2 separate regions of the Anser cygnoides genome follow, and region 2 is linked to region 1. Evidence: chromatin contacts called from public Hi-C data. All regions are on one chromosome and are shown on one strand. Each heading gives the region's core, a stretch centred on a gene start, on an enhancer-like site or on the middle of the called end of the contact. The rest is flanking DNA. Distances are from core to core; before and after follow the strand shown.

Region 1 (2,865 bases), core at 249-2,748:
GAACTTTGAGTGGGGACACTCGGTGCTCCCCTGTTGCCATCTGCCACAGCATCCCCGTGTCACACGTCCCTGCAGGGAACCTGCCCAGGTGGCAGTGAGCCTTTTCTCATCGTGCTGCTTGCCCAGGGAGCCTGGAGGGCTTGTTTGTTGGAGCAGGGAGCCTTTTGGTTACAGGCTGGAAGAATGGCATTGGGATCGAGGGATGCTGCTGGCCTGGGGCTCCTCTTCCCTGCGGGGAGCTCTCTGCTCGTCCAGGGTGTGTTCCTCTCTGCAGAGCTGTTTGTCCTCTGATGAAGCAGAATCACATGCACGCTTCTCGCAAGGCGCTGACTGGATGAGTCAGGTTCAGGGAGCTTTTCCCTGCCCCAGGTGAGCAGCTGGAGCGGAGCAGGAGCCTGAGGCCATGCGCAGTCCTGCTTGTGCCCTGTGCCCTGCTTGCCAGGCGGCTCTGACTGCTGGGTCTCACCTTTTCTGGCGCTGAGTTAGCGTTGCTATACGCACAGCCCCATTTCACCTATTTGCCTTCAAATAGTACTCAAAAAAACAGCTTTGGGAGGTCTCCTGCCGGTGAGTCGAGGGACGAGAGGGAGCTTTGCAGCAGCAATTGTGGATGCGGGGCGATGGCTCCGGGAGCTGCCTTATTGCATCTCCCCTGGCATCCCCGGGAGGGGATGGAAATGCCCGGTGTCTCGCAGCGAGCCGGGAGCTGCCCAAGCATGGGCCAGGACCGTGCCGGCGCCGCGTGGCCCCGAGTTCAGGCTGCGCGTGGGTCGGCCACGGTGATGTGCGCGGTGCCTGGAATTCAGGCTGGAGAGGGGCAAGTCATCCCCATGCCAAAGGCAGGGAGAGAAGGGTGATTTTTTTTGACATCCTTTGGAGTTTTGATCTCCATATTTGGAAATGTTTACCCATTGCTCTGATCTATTGCAAGGGAGGGGAGGTGACTCAGGGTCTGGTGGAAGCAGGATTTGAATTCCTGTAGTAAGGTTTTTTTTGTTTTTTTTTTTGTCCTTCTTGTTTTGGAAGCTTCTTGTGGTCAGTTTTCAGTTCTCTTTTGCTCCTGGACCTTGTTCCAAATTTGATCTGCTCGAAAGGGAAGCGTATTAGCGAAGGAGCTTGCCTGGATGCTGGTAAGTGCATCATTGCTGCTTTAGCAAGCAACTTGGGATTTTCTGTTTTGTTTAGTCAGATGGATTGCATCAAAGTGTGTGCGTGGCTGCTGGTAGGGGCAGGCATGTGGATCGCCAGTCGACAGAAAAGGACCCAATGAAACTTTCTCGAGCTCAGAAATTTAGCTTAATAGATTGGTCTCCAAGGCAAAATGTTTCTTCAGGCCTAGGTACAAAGATAATTTAAGCCAGCTCCCATTCAGTCAGGCTCTTCCTTGTAGTTTCTGGCTGATGCACCAAGGCAGCAAAGCACTGCAGGGTTAAATGGGTACGGTTATATGCATGTGGTCAGCAAGTAAAGTATAGCTTAAGAAAGATTTCTGTCTCCTAAGCAAGTGTGTGTGTTAAAAAGGCTGTGTAACACATGGATATATTTATCTCCGACGTTAATATTTAACTGTTTTGTTAGGGAACTGCAGAAGTTTAACAGCTTTAACTGTATGAAGGTTCAGTGTGTGGTTTTTCCTGTTATTCTTTATTTTTCCTTAGTGTGATGGTTTTTTATCTGTCTGATACTGCAGCTGTCTGCCTCTCTTTCTCTCCCCTTTTCCTTTCTCCTTCCTGAAAGGAAACTGCAGTTCATCGAGAAAGTCAGGGGAGCGGGGGGGAACCTGGAACATGTTTTGCTTCCTGTTTTATTCATGGCAACTAAAGCCATGCCCAGGAATCTGGAGTGGAGATCCACTATCCCGCATTCCTCTTGTCATTTGGAGCATGTAACACGTATAGAGTGCTTTTAGTGCTGGCTCTGGGGGTTGCGTAGCAGCGAGTCCTGCGCCTCAGATAGAAAGCGCTGCACTTTGTCCTTTTACTTGGGAAGGGATGTTGGTGAAAAACGGTGTACAGCTCGTACCACTGGTTAGTGATGCGTGCATCTGCTTTGCTAAATGGTATTTTTAGGCTGATTCAAACTTGTTATTGTACTCTCCTTGTTTTAAACTTAGGATGTAACTTTCTAGCAGAGGTCTTGCTTGGTTTTCTTTTGCCCTTTTAAATGGGGATTAATATTCAACGTGAGGTTTGGTTTTCTTAGAGATACGGATTTGCATCAGGCCTTTTAGGTGCAAAACTGACGTGGTTATTCGGGGGAAGACAAAAATGCGTGACATAGTTTGCACAAGGATAGGATGTGAGCAGAAAAGCGTTGTACCCCAGCAGGCAGCGAAGGGACTGCAGCGGTGTGTTCCTGCAGGCAGGTCGGGTTTCGAGTTTGCAGATTTCAGTTGCATTTTAATCCACGTTGTTTCAACAAGCTGCTTGGATGAAGTGCAGCTTCGGGGCTCAGGGCCCTGCTGTGCTGGGAAAGAACCGCTGTCCTGAGGAGTTCACAGCCTGAGCAGACAGCGTAGGTGACGGCTTGGAAAACGGGGCACGGGGAGGCGCATGGAGCTGCTGCAGCATGCGAAGCCTCAGCACGGGGACTTGCTCGAGGAGCCACCTCCCTTTGCCGTGTGCGGTGGTGCAGAGCCGTGGAGGGCGGTGAGTCCGGGTCTGTGTTGCTCCTCGTGCTCTGCGCTTTGCCTCTGCGTGTGCACGCGCGGCCCCGGGCCACGCCGCCTCCTGCACCGTGCCTCGAGCAGCCCCTGCTTCAACGGTGCTTAGATGTGGCGCCTCCAGGCTTCGCCAGCCGCTTGTAGCCCAGCTTGGTCTTTGGGGACAGGGCTGGAAATGACGATGTTCTGTTCCCCTCGCAGTC
Region 2 (2,865 bases), core at 174-2,673, 140 kb before region 1:
TGGCAGGCATTACAACACATGTCGTGTGTGGAAACACTCCCCAGCGTTTGGGCAGATGTACTTCTTCTCATGTCTTCTGGGGCCTCGGTGACTCCTTCCTTCAGGAGACAGCGTTGTCTCCTCACACCGTCCTCCCCGATCCCTTCGTTCAGGACTTTGCAAAAGTCATAGTAAGCTTTGTTTTCCTGCTTGTTCCCAGACATCTCTTTAGAAATGTCACAAGCAGAGACATTCCCAAAGAGCTCTCAGGTATCAAGAAAGAAACGAAGTCAGTAAACAGCCTCCACCGGGCTCTGAGCAACATTGACTTCCCCGAAGAGGAAGATGAGGTTTTCCTTTGAGGCAGCTAATGGCTGTCTCTGCCTGCTGGGAGGAGGTGCAGGCTGGAGTTTCTTCTGGGTATGAGAGACACCAGTAAGATGAGTAATGCAAAAATCACCATTTGTTGAGGTTGAAGCAGTCACCTCAGTCTGAGGACAAACATCCCAGTTACATTTCTCTCTGCAGTACTGGGGAGCACTGGGATCCTCATGGTCACTGGTATGGTCAGTGGAGGCCCAGGACTGCTCCAGAGTCAGGCAGGGCCTCTGCAGTCATGATACCTGCAAGCCTAGGACCAACAGACCAAAGCCACTTGAAGACTTCCTCCAAAAACCTTTCCCAGAGCTGACCTCTCTCTGGAGTGCTGTCTGGGTGCCTCACCAGCACCACTGGGAGCTGCAGCATGGGGCAACTGGATGGTGCAGCACCCACGGGGAGGCACCCAAAACAGAGGAGAGCCTTCGGTGGGACTCACGTGCCGGCTTTGCTGCCTGCTATAGGGGCTTGCCAGAGAAGGGGGTGTTTCACCCGAGCTGTGGAGGCTTGGCAGGTAATAACTGGAGGCATGGGAACATTGATGCAACATGAGCTAGGAAGGTACATAAGGTCAGGACTTTTTAGAAGTCCTGCTTTGTTTTTTCAAGTGACTTACAGAAGATCTGCATTAGTGTGTAGATGGACACTAATGGCTTTGCAGATTTTCATGTCATTCTGGAAAGTCCTGTTTACTTTCATTTGGCTGGTGAAGCTTCTTCCAGGCACACAGGTAGGAGAAAGGAAATATTTTCATGGACTTATTTCCAAGTGGCATCGGCATGTGCCTTTACATGATTGACAGAGGAGATGCAGAACCCTGACATAGTGGGCTGCTGGTGATCAGAGATGTTCTGCTAATGCAGTAAACCATGGCTGTGATTTTTCTAGTCTTTGTGAGGGTTAAGGGGAGGTCAGTGCACATGGATGTGATAAGGACACTTGTGGTAGATGTTCTGAACAGCTGGAGAGCCTGGGCTGATGCAACTGCACAAGAGCAGGTAGTTGTGGATGCATAGTGTTCCTGCTCTGAGCCTAGGGCCATGGTAAGAAATGCACATGTTTGTGCATAAGGCCTTTATTACAATGACCTCACCCATATGTATGCATTTTAATCATGCCAGTGAATGCCGGCTGTGTTTATTTTTAATACAGCGCTTGTTTTGATGTTACAATTGTGATGGTGTGGATCTAATGTTGGTGACTCTTCATCTTAGGCCTTAAAATCCAGAGCTGAAAGTGAAAAGGCACTTTGCATTACTTTAAAATACAAAAGGGAATGTCCCTGGGCAAATTAGTCCTTCATTTCCATTCTAGACTGTAGTCAGCTGTCTGCTGCCTGGAGTCCACAGCACACAAGTAGCTCTGGAGGTCACCCGAGGTCCCTTCTCCTGCAGCCTCCCGCAGCCAGCTGATAGGTGATGGAAAGGCAAACAGACTTTCGGGGGAATGTTCGCTTATACCCTGACCTTCAGTATGACCTCAGGGGTTAAACACAGTATTTGCAAGCCCTGTATTTTATTTAACGTGCTGTTAATTCCCTCTTTCTTGCCCTGGATAGCTCCAAAAAAATCCCCAAGAGGAAAGAATATATTCTAATTCCCAGGTCTAGCAGGGCTTTCCATTAGCCATGGTGGTGGAGTACTTGTTACAGTAGCAGTTTCCACGAGCTTTTCATAGAGGAGAGGTGTTAAAAAAAAAATGAAAAAGAAAAAAGGTCACTGGAGATGTTGGCAGCCAGTCTGTGTGATGGAGCCCCAGGAAGACCAGGGATTTCTGACTTCAGCCTTGCTCTCTCCTGCATAGTGTTGCTGCTGGATCTGCAGAGATCTCACGGTTTTGTAATGCATGACGTGTGCTGGTGATAGACAGGCAAGCCAGCGAGCCGAAGGCAAGCTGCCAGCCTTCCCTTCACTTTGAATGCCCTTGGCTGTCCCGAGACTAGTTCCAAAACATTTAAATCGCTTAAGTGTGCAGTGATGTGTTTTAATTAATGCAGAAGAAGGGGGCAGTAAAATACAGGTCCCTTCAGTACTAATTTGGCCTCGCAGTTGAGGCACAGGTGCTAGAAAGCCAGCAGTGCCTGGATCTGCCTCTGCCTTACTGCAGCATGCACAGTGCTCAGCTTCCCCTGCCTCGGTGGGGCTGACAGTGCTGTCCTGCTACCAATAGGACAAGGTGTGCCATGGGGAAGGTGAGTTTAGTACACAGGCAGTCATGATACCTTCTTGGTGCTCTGTCTAGGAAACAAGCTCTGCAAAGCAGTTAGTTTATTATTAAAAAGCTGGACCTGGAGACAAAGGGCTTCCTGTGACACGCTTTGTGACAAGCTTTACGGTGGAGATTCCTCCAGAGTCCTCCATCCAAAGTGAAGCATCATACGAAGAGGTTCCTGCTCCCCTGCTCCCATCACGGGGTGGGTGGGTGGGAGGGGGGGGCACACAACCGTCACACGGTTACACAACTTGCCCAGGAAATGCGGCATCAAATCAGGGCTTCACTTACGCAGTC

Evidence for each region. Hi-C and Micro-C count contacts between places; a contact is called where the count stands out from the background.
Region 2: a Hi-C map of liver shows a contact between it and region 1, with 4 times the contacts expected there. The contact joins two enhancer-like sites. A contact is called at or near these places in 2 of 7 Hi-C or Micro-C datasets (both in liver).

The regions. Positions count from the first base shown.
Region 1 is chr9:16,164,359-16,167,223 of Taihu_goose_T2T_genome, reverse strand. All of the region lies in intron 2 of LPP (LIM domain containing preferred translocation partner in lipoma), which reads left to right. Among named protein-coding and RNA genes, the nearest start is that of LPP, 27 kb to the left of the region's middle. Within about 2 kb of position 1,498, at least 2 of the 3 cell types and tissues checked have open chromatin away from gene starts, as enhancers often do. A contact at or near this core is called in liver, where this site is marked.
Region 2 is chr9:16,302,964-16,305,828 of Taihu_goose_T2T_genome, reverse strand. It overlaps the pseudogene LOC136791464. Among named protein-coding and RNA genes, the nearest start is that of BCL6, 36 kb to the left of the region's middle. Within about 2 kb of position 1,423, at least 2 of the 3 cell types and tissues checked have open chromatin away from gene starts, as enhancers often do. A contact at or near this core is called in liver, where this site is marked.